Linked DNA regions of Mus musculus: region 2 is linked to region 1. The links are chromatin contacts, called in public Hi-C maps. All regions are on one chromosome and are shown on one strand. The core of a region is the stretch at or near the end of the contact, and the rest is flanking DNA. Distances in the headings are between cores, read along the strand shown. Region 1 has its middle 36 kb from the start of Pcx. Region 2 holds the start of Pcx (pyruvate carboxylase).

Region 1 (6,894 bases), core at 2,360-4,859:
AGGACAGCCAGGGCTATTCAGAGAAACCCTGTCTCTAAAAACAAAAAACAAAAACAAAAACAAAAAACAAAAAAAAACCACCCCCAAAATAAGATGGAAAACAACCAATATCAGAACACTATACATAACACACACAAGCACGGATGTACACACAGTACATTTTATATGAATACATATCAGTAAAGCTGTATTTAAAAAAAAATGTTAGGGCTTCAGTTTAGTTCTGTGTTATAGCACTCATGAAGCATGCATGAGGTCCTGGGTTATACCTCCAACACTACAAAAAATTTACCCAAATTCATTTTTTGTTTTTTTTTTTAAGTTAGCAACTTTTTAATGAAGACTGGACACCTACTTAACTTGTATGAAGTCCAGGGTTCAATCCTTTTTTTGTTTGTTTGTTTGTTGTTTTGGTTTTTCGAGACAGGGTTTCTCTGTGTAGCCCTGGCTGTCCTGGAACTCACTCTGTAGACCAGGCTGGCCTCGAACTCAGAAATCTGCCTGCCTCTGCCTCCCGAGTGCTAGGATTAAAGGCGTGCGCCCGGTGTACCAGGGTTCAATCCTCAGCACCTATCACATATGTTCTTATGGTTTAATCTACTGTGATGTTAATCATGAGGAAGACTGAGACTTGCTCAGACATGTAGTTGCAAAAGGAAGAAAATATTTTAATAACCTCTAGATGACTGGGGCTACTCCCCTTGACATTATATCCGAACTCAATAGACAAGCAGTTCTCTGTGACAGGAAATCTCAAACCTCATGAACTTTTCCTACTCTGTGACTTTAAAATTCACTGGCCTTTCTCAATGTATAAATGGGTTTTTTGACCAACATGATTTTGTAATCTCCTGTGCTGGTCATCTGGAAAATACTGGCTCCTTGCATTACAGTGTTCTTCTGGAGAGGAGCATGGCACAGACTGAAATGAATTAATAAAACACCACCGGTATAATATCATCACCAAGGTCAATGTTGTTGGAAAGGCCTTTCAGTATTTTAAAAGTACCCAGCCCAGGACAAACTCTAATTTGTTCTTTCAAGCTCTAATTTCACCAAGGCTATATGAATTGTTAGCTATTTACTTTGAAGCAACAGATTCATCAATGTTCATTTTTTTTGGGGGGGGGGGTGGAGTTCAGAAAGCACTCAAATCTGTGTATCTATAGTCTTGACCACAGTTTCACATCAGTGCATTCTGAAAACCCATCAAGTTCAACATGCAACTCATACAACTGAGCAAGAGCTTTTCCTACAACCCCCACAGCTGGTAAGTAAAGTGCTTAGTTCCCACTTCATCACACAGAACGGTAAGAACATGTGCCCAAGCACAGCACATTAGTGTTGAGTAAATAAATCTGCTTCATTAAGGTCAGCGTTAAATGAAGTGGAGGGCAAGGGCCTGGGATGGTGCTCATTCCTGGAAAGATGTTGCCAGTTTTGTCTCTAATTTAGCCCTAAGTTAACATCATTGGTGAAAAGAAAAGTAATCTGTTAGTACTGTTAGGAAAATTGTTCTGCTCTGAAGACTACCTTGGACTGGGTTTAAGGACCTGCAAGTGCCTGGGGAGCCCTCTAAGAACCGCTGGGTGAGGACAGCACGCCCTCCCAGATTGAAGGCAGTGGGATAATAAAGCAAACAGCCACGCCTGCTGTGTGACTTATGAAGAGCCATGAGCAGATGTGACTCTCCCAGACAGGTGGGAGCTGACCTGTGTCTGCAGGACGGGTGGCCTCCAAATACAGAGCTGGCTGAACAGGCTCCTTCCTCATTGCCAAACCCAACAACACAATTCCTACTCCCCGGCCTTGCACCACCTTTCCCTTCCTTTGACCTCCAACTAGAGGACCAGTATAGAGAGTGGATGGCTAGGGAGAGAGGGTGGGAGGACAGCGAGGGAAGGGAAGCACAACCCACATCTCCTGCCTTTGCCCCAGGACCCACCATCCCCTTCCTGAAGATACTTCTCTCACCTAGACCCAAGTAAGCTCCAGGCACTTCATAGGGAAGGTGCCTTTTTTGACCCTAAAATGGGCCCTACTCAGAAGTCACAAACATAAGACCCCTCGCTGGCTCTCAAAGCACTGTACCCCCATAACAAACAGCAAGCAGCATGAGGGCTGCTGGGAATGGATTTTTTATTTTCGATGAGACTGTAACACCAGCGCCCACAGCCACAGTAAAGCCACTTGGCTAGAGCTGAAGAAGGAAAACAAAGTGCCATTCAGGGCCCAGGGACAAACAATAGGCCCTTATCCTCTCTTCTGGTCCAGGCCCAGAGCTGCTAAGCAGAACTAGAAGGCACAATGGGCAGCCCCTGGGCAGGGTACCCCTTAGATGTGTGTGGTCCCAGACAAACTTTGTGTGTGTGTATGTGTGTGTGTGTGTGTGTGTGTGTGTGATCTGTATACATGAAGGACTTGAACCATTAAGTATTACTCTGCTAGTACCATTCTGATAGCCCAGTGACACAGGTCCATATAGGAAATGTCACAACTGCCTCCTGGGACTGGGCTTAGACATAGACCAAAATAATTACATGGGACAGCTGGCTATCCTTGCCCAGGGATACAACTCAAGAGCATCCCAAAGGGTTAATGTGTGCCAAAAGGGCACAAGATGGGAACTGTGAGCATTTGGAGGAAGGAACTCCAAAGTGTTCCTTGAGGTGTGGCCGGGGCCAGAAGCCACTCTTGAGCAAACAGTGGTACTTCTAAAAATATAATCACAATCATGGGTTTGAAAGGTTTGTCCTCAAAAAATGGGTGAGGAATTAGAAGTCTAAACACTTCCTGTTTCCCATCTCTGGGGCGATCAAGCCACCTTGGAAACAGTAAACAGTGAGTCCCTGGGTCTTCACACTCCCTCCTATTGGCTACAGGATACGTTGAGTGTAGCACCTTACTGGGCCAGCCCCTCAGTGAGGCCCAGAGGTGAGGTACCAAAAAAGGAGAGCAAAGAAAGCCTTTACTGAGAGGCTAGGATCAGGCAGTATGAATTGAGAACAAACCCAGATGACTCCCAGATTGGTAACCTCTGCTGAAGCACTGAATTCAACTCTAAACATGCTCTGTCCCCTAGGGGCCAATTCTGCCACCCATACCAGAGCTGGTTAAAGGTAATGCCTGCAAAACCCTAGGCTGGGCTAATGAGAAGAGGCTCACCAGATCATCAGACAGCACCAATCATGAGCCTAGCAGGGCAGCAGGGGGCTGCTCCCGCTCCTCTTTCACTCTCCACTTGATGACAGGGAGAGACAATTCTGAGTTTGAAATGTGCCTAAGGTTCAAGTATCCTGCCAAACTGCCAGTCAGAAGCTGCCAGCTGCAGGAGACAGATAGCTACAGGGGAGGGAGGATCCCCTAGAGGCCCCCATGGGCTTGGGGCGTGCTCCTGAGCGCTGTGCTTTTCCTCCACAGTATGATCACAGCATTAACTGCACAGGCTCTGGCCTTCTGCTGGCTTCTTTGATGACAGGAGATGTCAGGGCCTTCTTTTCCCTACTGTGTTCCCAGCAGGTATCTGAGACTTACTCCTTCAGCTACAGAGCAGTACCCAAAGCCAGGTCTATAGTACAGCACTCCATGCCAGGCAGCTACACAGAAACTAAGGGTGTGGAGTGATGCAGCCCCACCCACAAAGGGCTATGCTGGTGGCCTTCCCTCAGAGGAACTCTGGGGAAATGGGCCAGGGATCTCAGGAGGCAGGATGCCAGGCTCCAAGGTTCCCACTACACATCCCAAAGTCTCGTGCTAAAAGGAGGAGAGAGGGTATCCGGGCAGCAATCCCAGCTCTGACAAGCATGCACTGGTGGGTGATGCCTGGTTCCAGCCCAAGGCCCCACTTTGGTTCTGTCTCCTCTCTTAGTCCAGGCGCCAGCAATTGCTCGAATCTTCCTGCTCTTCAAGCTAAGTACTCTCTACCCTGACTCGAACTCCCTCAAAGCTCTCCACAGTCCCCGTCCTGTCCTTCTGCCCCCTCATCCCCAGTAAACAAGCTCAGCAACTCGCATTTCTTTAGCCCCAGGGTCTGCTGGAACACACACTACTGTTGGCAGGACTTGGCAAAAAAACAAAACAAAAAAAAAAATGCCCTTTGTGCAGGGGCAGGTTCTCTTTCCTGGCTCTCCTGTCCATTCCAACTGGGTAAATAGTTATGGAAATAAACCCAATGGGAGAATAAGATGGAACCACAGAAAGTGTACGGTGGACTTAGCCCTTTGTAACTTCCAGTAAACCATTACTGGAAAACTCATAGTCCCCTCAGGAATGTATGTGGAAAAGCTCTGCTTAGGAGAAGGAGCTCTGCAAATCAGCATAAGCTTCTGGGGGGGGGGGGGAGCCTTCTCCTTTTCCTACCTAAAATAAAGGAATTGATAAGCTAAGAAAAAAAGTATGGGATTCTAGAACTAAGCTCCAAGGAAGACTAGGCCAGTCCAGGGCACCCTAATTCTGGTGTACAGTGAAAGAAGCTGCTGTCTACTGTCACTGGGCTTTGCCTCAAACTTTGGTTCAGGACACCAATCTTTAAATTGTATATCCACTGCCCTGGTTGCCGTTAGAAAGGAAAGGTCTGGAAATCTCCTGGCACTTTCAACCCTAAAGGAGAGATCTGTTTGGTACTTAGGTGACCTGGGTTGACAGTTACCCAGCCTAGGGGGTCCTGGCAGCACCATTCCCTGCTCAGGGCAAGCTGCAGGGAAGGTCCTCCAAGGGCTGCCTACTATCTAAAATGGCCTAAGAGGACATGTAACAAAAAGAGAACAAGATTCTCAGCTTTCCCCTGGGTTAATAGTCTTCTTATCCAAGATGCAGCAGCCACAATCAATTGTAAAATATCTAACTGGTCAGTGGTGGCACACACATTTAATCCTAGCACCCAGGAGGCAGAGAGGCAGAGAGGCAGAGAGGCAGAGAGGCAGAGAGGCAGAGAGGCAGAGAGGCAGAGAGAGAGGCAGAGAGGCAGAGAAGCAGAGAGGCAGAGAGGCAGAGAGGCAAGGGCATTCTGAATTCAAGGCCAGCCTGATCTACAGAGTTCCAGAACAGCCAGGGCTACACCAAGAAACCCTGTCTGGGGCCAGGGAGATTAACCTTTAATCAAGAATCCAAGTCCATCCTCTCACAGAAGCCTATATTACTCTCTATGGTATGACAGAAACAATGAATGGGTTCTCTCCTCCTCCCAACAATGCTTCGAAAGAGAACTGCACTAGTGAGACTCTCGCCACCCCATGTAGCTACTGTACAGGGAGGTGACTAAACCTCCATAGGTTCCCTCTAGACCAACTCCACTATTAACATTCCACTTCTAGTCATTACAGATAGAGAAATGAGAAGCAAAAGAATAAAGCACACATTTCTCAGCTGGTGAGATGCTCAGCCCGTAAAGGGTCTTGCTGCTAAGTCTGACAAGCAAGAGTTTGATCTCCAGGAACAACATGGTTGATGGAAAGAACCAACTCTAACCAATTGTCCTGACATGCAACCCGCCCCCCACACCTATAATTAGACTATTTAGAAAACAGACTTCCCCAGCCTCTGGTCACTTTGAGGCAATAACCTCCAAACGTCCTCCTCAAGGGGGTCCCAGCAACGCTAGAGCTTCTGCCTGGATGTTAAAAAAGAACAACTAAAGAGGAAAACATTTGTTTGCAAGTTCTCTCTTCGAAGAGTACTCTGTAGGGCCAAGGTAGGGTCTGTGCCAATGCTACACACTCTCCAAGATGTCTAGAGTGGGATAGTGCAGTGACAACAGTGGAATGAATGGGTCCCAGGCCAGAGTGAATGAGCCAGTTTTGAGGATCTGTGCTAAGAAGAACACATAGGCAACAATGAAGTGGGTGAAAGCTTGAGGCATGGTACCCAGGGCTCTTCTGTGTGAAGGTGGAACTCAAAGCTCGGTCATAACTCTTTGGAGTTACTCTATTACTCAAGATAAATACCTGGGTTTATGAGAATGGGCATCAGTGACAAGTGATACCAACTTAGTAGTAGCAGTTTGGAGCCCTGACAATGCATTTTTTAAAAAAAAAAATGCTTGTTCAGTGACTATATGAATGAATAGGCTCAGAACAAGGCTGCTTGTGTCAGAAGTGATCAAACAGGCAGAGATAGGCAAAAGGTGTAAGGATGACTAGAGCATACCATCCTTTTTTTCATGTCATACTTCTTGCTGGGACAGGTGAAGGACACAGTGAGGGTGGGGTAGAATGGAGAGAGCAATGGTATTCTCAGACTCCACAGACCCTGGTGACTCAGAGGATACCTGCTGAAAGCTCTCTTCCTTTTTTTTTTGTTTTTTTTTTGGGGGGGGGTTGGTTTTTTTGTTTTGTTTTGTTTTGTTTTTCGAGACAGGGTTTCTCTGTGTAGCCCTGGCTGTCCTGGAACTCACTCTGTAGACCAGGCTGGCCTCGAACTCAGAAATCCACCTGTCTCTGCCTCCCAAGAAATTTCTATTCCTTATAAGCTAAGTATCCATGCTACAGTGTAACAGAAAGATCTATCTTCTTTCTCCTGCCATAGGCTCCTGCCTAATGGCTGGGACAAAAGGAAAACCCCAAACATAGACTCAATTTTGGAAGATGGGACAAGCACAGGGAGACAGTCACTGGGGCTGGCCCTGGGTAGGGACAGTACACCAGATCTAAACAGGAGCTTGCTTCAACCCTGATTCTTTAAGCCGTACCTCTCTCATCACACACTCTCCTCCAAGTGGCCCTGCCCTTTGGCTCCTTCTTTCTACTTGACATCAGGACTCTCTTCTGTTCGGGGAACCAGAGCTGGGCCGAGATCCAGACTTCATTTGTTCAATGCACAGAGACATTAGTGTGGAACGAAGGAAGCACGGCTAAGGAGGAAACGCCTTTCCTGGCCCTTGGCTGGGCTGCCAGTGAC
Region 2 (6,894 bases), core at 2,598-5,097, 36 kb before region 1:
AAATTAATGTTTCAAATATGTGAAAGATGCTAAGCATTGTGGTACAAGCCTTTAATCCCAGTACTCAGGAGGCAGAGGCAGGTGAAACTGTGAGTTTGAAGCCAGCCTGATCTACACACAGAGTTCCAGGACAGCCAGAACTATGTGAGAGACTCTGTCTCAATGAACAACAAAAAAAGCCCAACTATGTAAAAGTTCATATGGGACATGAACTGGAGAATCAGTTCAAATGAAAGGAAACAAAACGACAGCTAACTGCACATAGGCGCTGATTGGACCCTGGACTTCTGTTGTCAGCAAGGACACAAAGGGACTGCAGATAAAGTTTAAACAAGTCTGTAAGTTACACAGTGTGTATCTTGCTGCTGCTCAGTAGTAAGGAGAAGCTCTGACAGCAACACAAAGCCCAGCACGTGAGGTCTTCCCTGCAAACGTCTAGACACACACTGCAGACACACACTGCAGACAGAGCAAGGTGTTGCACACAGCAGCTTCATAAAAGATAATACCTCCAACTGAGAAGACACACAGGTCCCACTCCCAAGTCCTGTCCAGTTACCCTGCAAGCCCTGTTCAGATCTATCCAGAGCCTTCAAGCCAGGCCCACTAATGCACTGAATGGTCTCAGCACCATCAAGAGTTCAAGGCCAGTCAAGGCTATCTTTTGAGACTAAGTCTTGTTATAATATAGCTCAGGCTCACTTGAATTTACTGTGTAATCCCCCTGCGTCAACCCCAAAGGCTGAAATTAAAGTGTGTACCACTACACCTAGCTTTAAAACAAAACAAAAGCTTCTACAATACAAAAAGTACATTGAAGCTGGGAGGGAAGTGTGGGGGGCTAGAGTGGATCTGATCAAGGTAAGTTATATAAATATAGTCAAAAAATAAAGTTACAGTTCCTTTTACAATAAATGTAGGCCTCCTGTTCCTTGCTGGGTCAGTTCTACTCCAGGAATCCAGAATTCCATATTATGAAACAGAGACTGAGATGTGTATGTGAGGTGTTCAAACACCTCCATTTACAACACCAAACAGCAGAAGGGATTTAAAGTCTGACTGGAAGGTCCTGGGTAGACATTACAAATCCACAAATGAGGGGTTTGCATGGGTGTTTACAATATGGAAGGTGTTTGTGATACAATGTGAAGCCAAGAAAATGAGATAAACTATATATACCATCTCATAAAGTTTCTTCTGGAACCAGGCTGACAGCTGGTGAGATCACGCCAGTGAAGTGCCTCATTGCCACAGATTGGTGCAGTGTGTTTCTTTCCTCCCTTATGCATCTATATATCCCAGGTACAGAAGTCTGTATGTTTTATCCAATGGGAACATTTATTTTCTAAGATAAGAACTTTACTTATTTTTTATTGCTGTACTGGAAATAAGAAGCTGTAAAAACATGGAACAAAGCAAAGCAGCACAGCCACCACTAATGGTTAAAGTGGCGCCTCTGTGTGTGGGTGTGTGGGGGGGACACAAGGGCTACAAACACAATGGTCATCAGTGGCCTGATCACAGTCAGCATCTGCCATCTGGAACTTATGCATCAATGACTGGGTCCTGATTACCACTTAACCATCAGTACCGGTGAGAAGCCATCAGCAATTGGCTTAAGTCTCTATAGACACACAGTTTATAAACGTAAGCCTAAAGCCCAGACCTTAGGCCCTGTTGAAGGAGATCCCCACTTCACCATCCTTTAACACTCTCTCCTTCCGTTTAGTTTTCTTTGACTGGGAAGTATTTTTTTTTCTTCATTATTAGTTTTCTTCAATTTTAATTTGTCAAAATTCTCCACTTCAGACAAGTCTGGCTTATCATTCACTCATATTGACTGCCTGCTCCAAGATATGTTCCAGGACAACAGGTTAAACTGCTGCTGGCTCAGGACCAGGCTGGGGGCACATTTAGAAAAGAAAATGGGCTGTCGAGATAACTCAGCTGGTAAAAGTGCTTGTTGCCAAATTTGATGACCTGAGTTTAATCCCAGAACCCACATGGTGGGAAGAGAGAACCTCAACAAACACAATGTGGTACTCATGTCCACTCCTCACCAAAAATAAATAAATGTAAAATACACTTGTAATACCAGTTCTTGGTAGGCTGAGGCAGGAGATCAATCTTAAGTGCAAGGCTGAACTACATAGAAGATTGTTTCTTGATAATCACTCGCCACCACTTGAGCACTTGACTCTCATCCTTTGAGTAAACAGGTGAGTTTGCTGCCCTGCCCCTCTCTCATCACACAGGCTCCCCATTCCCCTCTCGAGATAAGGAGTCTTCCTTGGATTGGCATCAGGTGAGTTCCTGGAAGGCTAACCCCACAGAATGTGTGTGTGTGTGTGTGTGTGTGTGTGAGAGAGAGAGAGAGAGAGAGAGAGAGAGAGAGAGAGAGAGAGAGACTTGATGTGATTCCCCATAAATGATCTTGGTGGCCCAGTGACTCCTTGGCAATCCCAATCCACAAAGAACCTGGGGCCAAGAACACTGTGAAGAGAAAGAAGCCCCTCTCAGCCCTCATATCCCTGAAAAGGGCAGCAAAAGCAGACCTGAAGGTAAGTCCTGAGAGACCAGCTACTGGAGAGCAGAAGCCAGGGCTGGCAGCAAACCTGCACAAAATTACAGGCAGAAAATGGCAAGGCCCTTTTGGATGGAGTCAGAGCAGAGGCAAGTGGGAGCAGCCACCACCACTAGAGCTGGTGGGGCCAGGAGGCCCAATGTTAGCCTGCACTATGCCTGCCTGCCTGCCTAGGCCTAGCTCTCTTTTTTTCCTAGTACTGTGGTTTGGCAGCTCTGAAGCCCAGTTTCCTCATCTGTAAATTCAGGTGCCACTTCTAGCCCAGATAGATCATTCCCGGACCAACTGAGACAGAGACCTGAAAGTACTAAATCTTGGTAATGAATGCCAGCTGTTGTCACTCTTTCTCACTGTCTTTTCTCCTCCCACATGAATGGAGGGATATAGAAGAAATATTCCCAATCTCCCCAAAGCCCTATACAGATCACACCAGCATCCCTATACATATACATATACATATACATATACATATACATATACATACACATACACATACACATACACATACACATACATATACATACATACATGTTCACACATGCATGTATATACACCAAGGTCCTCTTGCTAACTGCCCCAAGGCCCTCCATCAAAGCCTTTCTCTGTATAGAGGTAGCATGAAGTCTGCTATATACCAATCCCTCCAAGGTTTTCTGAGTAGGATATTGATATGAGTCATACCAACACATACACACAAAAAGAGACAGACACAGAGAGAGAGAGAGAGACAGACAGACAGAGAGAGACAGACAGACAGACAGACAGACTAGTCCTCTAGCACAGAGCATGCTTTCATCACATGTAAAAACCTAGCCTAGCAGTTGATTAAGATTTATAGGGCCATACCTGCTCTGGAACAATTACCTTGTACCAGCCACCAACACACATACACAGAGAGAGAGAGACAAGAGACAGAGACAGAGAGACAGAGGCACACAGAAAGAGACAGAGAAGGAGACACACACTGTCGCACACATACAGAGCGAGTGAGAGAGAGAGAGAGAGAGAGAGAGAGAGAGAGAGAGAGACTAGTCCTCTAGCAATCCCAATTGAAAGCTAGCATGCTTTCATCACATGTAAAACCCTAGCCTAGCAGTTGATTCAGATTTATAGAGCCATACCTGCTCTGGAACAATTACCTTGTACCAGCCAAGCACCTAGGTGTGCTGCACACAGAGGACGTGATAGAGGATCCACAGGCAGTAACTGCTCCACCCGAGGTCATTGGCCCCAGAATACAAAGTTCTCCAGCACTAGACTGCTGGAGGCCTGGGCTGTAGCCAAGGCTGAAATCAGGGGAAGGGGCGCCGCCTCCTGAGGCCATCATGGGCCACTGGCTGCCTAGGAGGGCCGGGCCAGAGAGGCGGGGCAGTGGGTCATGCAGAAAGTAGATGAGCAGTGGCCTAGAGCCTGTTCCCTGGGCCCTCAGGAATACACAGAATTACAAGACAATACCTGCTAGAAAGCAGCTGCAGACTTTTGTGGTGGATTTTGGACATACTGCCACTTGAAGTTCAAGGCATAAAAATGTCACTCAGAAAGTAGAATGGTACCTAGACAGGCTGCTTGGTAGGGACTGTGCCAGGCATGATGGAGGGCAAGGGTCACATTAGCCTGAAGGCTGGTTCACTACTACAGTCACAGGAGGCCTGTGCTGCAACCAGCCTCTCCCCTAATTCAATGCACTGCCAGACACAAGACAAGGCCGTCACAGACAAGAGAACATACCACCTTGTTCCTAAGCATCTCCATAGCTGATCTAGCCTTTCCCTCACTGAATGAATCCCACTGCCCTCACAGGCCTACACTCAGGAACTTTTAAAATCATGATCAGCCAGAGAGATCCAGCCGCAGGACAGCTGTGGACCCACTGGGTCCCCTTAGGGCCCCACAGATGTTGTGACAGCCAACGGAGTGTTGAGTTCCAGGGTCTGAGATAACTCCAGTGATAAGGTTGACCAAGTTGCACCTGAGTCTCAGCAAATTCTCAAAGCTGAAGGGACAGAACCGTCTGCACAGCTCAGGGGGTATCATAGAGCTTGGGGGCCAGGTGAGAGAGCTCAGGGGTATCATAGAGCCTGGGGGTCAGGTGAGAGAGCTCAGGGGTATCATAGAGCCTGGGGGTCAGGTGAGAGAGCTCAGGGGTATCATAGAGCCTGGGGGTCAGGTGAGAGAGCTCAGGGGTATCATAGAGCTTGGGGGCCAGGTGAGAGAGCTCAGGGGTATCATAGAGCCTGGGGGTCAGGTGAGAGAGCTCAGGGGTATCATAGAGCCTGGGGGTCAGGTGAGAGAGCTCAGGGGTATCATAGAGCTTGGGGGCCAGGTGAGAGAGCTCAGGGGTATCATAGAGCTTGGGGGTCAGGTGAGAGAGCTCAGGGGTATCATAGAGCCTGGGGGTCAGGTGAGAGAGCTCAGGGGTATCATAGAGCCTGGGGGTCAGGTGAGAGAGAAGCAGAGCACCTAGGGTGGTAGGAAGACCTTGGGTGGGCACTGAATAGTGTGGTACCCTCCAAGCCCCCCAGAATTCCTCGTTTGGGTACTAAAGGGGACCCAACCTGTCCTGGCATCCTAATCTAATGTGACCATCCTCTTTCCTCACAACAGTGCCTCTTGGGAAGGTGTTTCCAATTACAGCCCTTCAGGCTGGCACTATTCCAGATGTCTCCTGTCATCCTCATCCCAAAAGATAGCATGGCTAGAGAGAGTAGTGGGAATGGGGGGCAGGCTTTCACTTAGACCACACAGTACCCTATTAGGGGAGTACTTGGTTGGATGGTTACCATGAAGTCCTCGTAGTTGACAATGGTTCAGACTCCAATTTAAATCCTCTGAGGGAAAGCCCTCCTACTTGGTGACATCAATAGTGGAGACCTGAAGTTTGCATTAAGCCTGAAGCTTCCAGAAAGTTCCTTTCCTTCTACATGGGAAAAGCACTCTGATTCTGCAGGCACAGCAACTGGTCCAGAGCACATGCCTCAGGGGATACCATACTGTCTTCCTTGGAGTGACACACAAGTAGAACTCCTTTCCTGCCCACAGAGATGGGGGAGATGGCAAAAGAACAAGCAACCCACTGTTCCCCAAGATCCTTCATCCCATGTTCCTCTTCAGAACACCAGCAACCTGAAGAGGCCTGTTTGCTATTTTCTGCAAATGCTGGCTAACAGATCTCATTCTTGTCTCGGGTTGTGCATTAAAAACAGGGAAATTCCAGGAGCTTGAAAGAACCCAGATGTCCTTCAACAGAGGAATGGATACAGAAAATGTGGTACATTTACACAACAGAGTACTATTCAGATTCATGAAATTCTTAGGCAAATGAATAGAACTAGAAAATATCATCCTGAATGAGGTAATCCAATTGCAAAAGAACATACATGGTATGCACTCACTGATAAGTGGATATTAGCCCCAAAACTCCAAATAACCAGGATACAATTCACAGACCACATTAAGCTCAATAAGAAGGAAGACCAAAGTGTGGGTGCTTTGGTCCTTCTTAGAAGGAGAACAAAATACTCACAGAAACAAATATGGAGATAAAGTGTTGAGCAGAGACTGAAGGAAAAGCCACCCAGAGACTGTCCCACCTGGGGATTCATCCCATATACAGTTACCAAACCCAGACACTATTGTGGATGCCAAGAAGTACATGGTGAAAAGAGCCTAAAATGGCTGTCTCCTGAGAGGCCCTGCCAGAGCCTTACAAATACTGAGGCAGATGTTCACAGCCAACCATTGGACTGAGCGTGTGGTCCCCAATAGAGAAGTTACAGAAAGGACTGAAGGAGTTGAAGGGGTTTGCAACTCCACTGGAAGAGCAATACCTACCAGCCAGACCTTCCAGAACTCCCAGGAACTAAGCCATCAACAAAGGAGTACACATGGCTCTAGCTGCATATGTAGCAGAGGATGGCCTTGTCATACATCAATGGGAGAAGAAGTCCTTGGTCCCATGATAGATGCCCCAGTGTAGGGGAACTGAGGGTGGGGAGGTGGGAGTGGGTGTGTGGGTGGAGGAGCACCCTCACAGAAGCAGGGGGAGGAGGATGTGATAGAGTGTTCCTGAGAGGGAGGGAAACCAGGAAAGGGGATAACATTTGAAATGTAAATAAAGAAAATATCCAATAAAAAAGAAAATTATAACATTATATCGAAATAAAATAAAATAAATTGGAGGATTATAAAACAAACAAACAAACAAACGGGAGAATAGACTGCTGTGACTGCCACTGAGGACGTGTAAATAACTCCTCTCCAGCCACAGTGAATGAGCCACAGTGAAGCGATGGGCGTCTAGCACACCTGTT

What was found. A called contact is a pair of places that touch in the nucleus more often than the background predicts.
Region 2: a contact with region 1 is called in a Hi-C map of liver, with 1.7 times the contacts expected there. A contact is called at or near these places in 9 of 484 Hi-C or Micro-C datasets (brown adipocytes, cerebral cortex, embryonic fibroblasts and 4 more), 5 of 130 datasets of targeted methods (embryonic fibroblasts, embryonic stem cells, intestinal villus epithelium and 2 more) and 3 of 9 other capture datasets (adipose tissue, liver and pancreatic islet).

Annotation. Positions count from the first base shown.
Region 1 is chr19:4,555,181-4,562,074 of GRCm38.p6, reverse strand. It overlaps a transcript of Pcx not described here. Among named protein-coding and RNA genes, the nearest start is that of Pcx, 36 kb to the left of the region's middle.
Region 2 is chr19:4,591,272-4,598,165 of GRCm38.p6, reverse strand. It overlaps Pcx (pyruvate carboxylase), which reads right to left and starts at 3,847. Exons shown (of 20, transcript NM_008797.3): 1 at 3,724-3,847.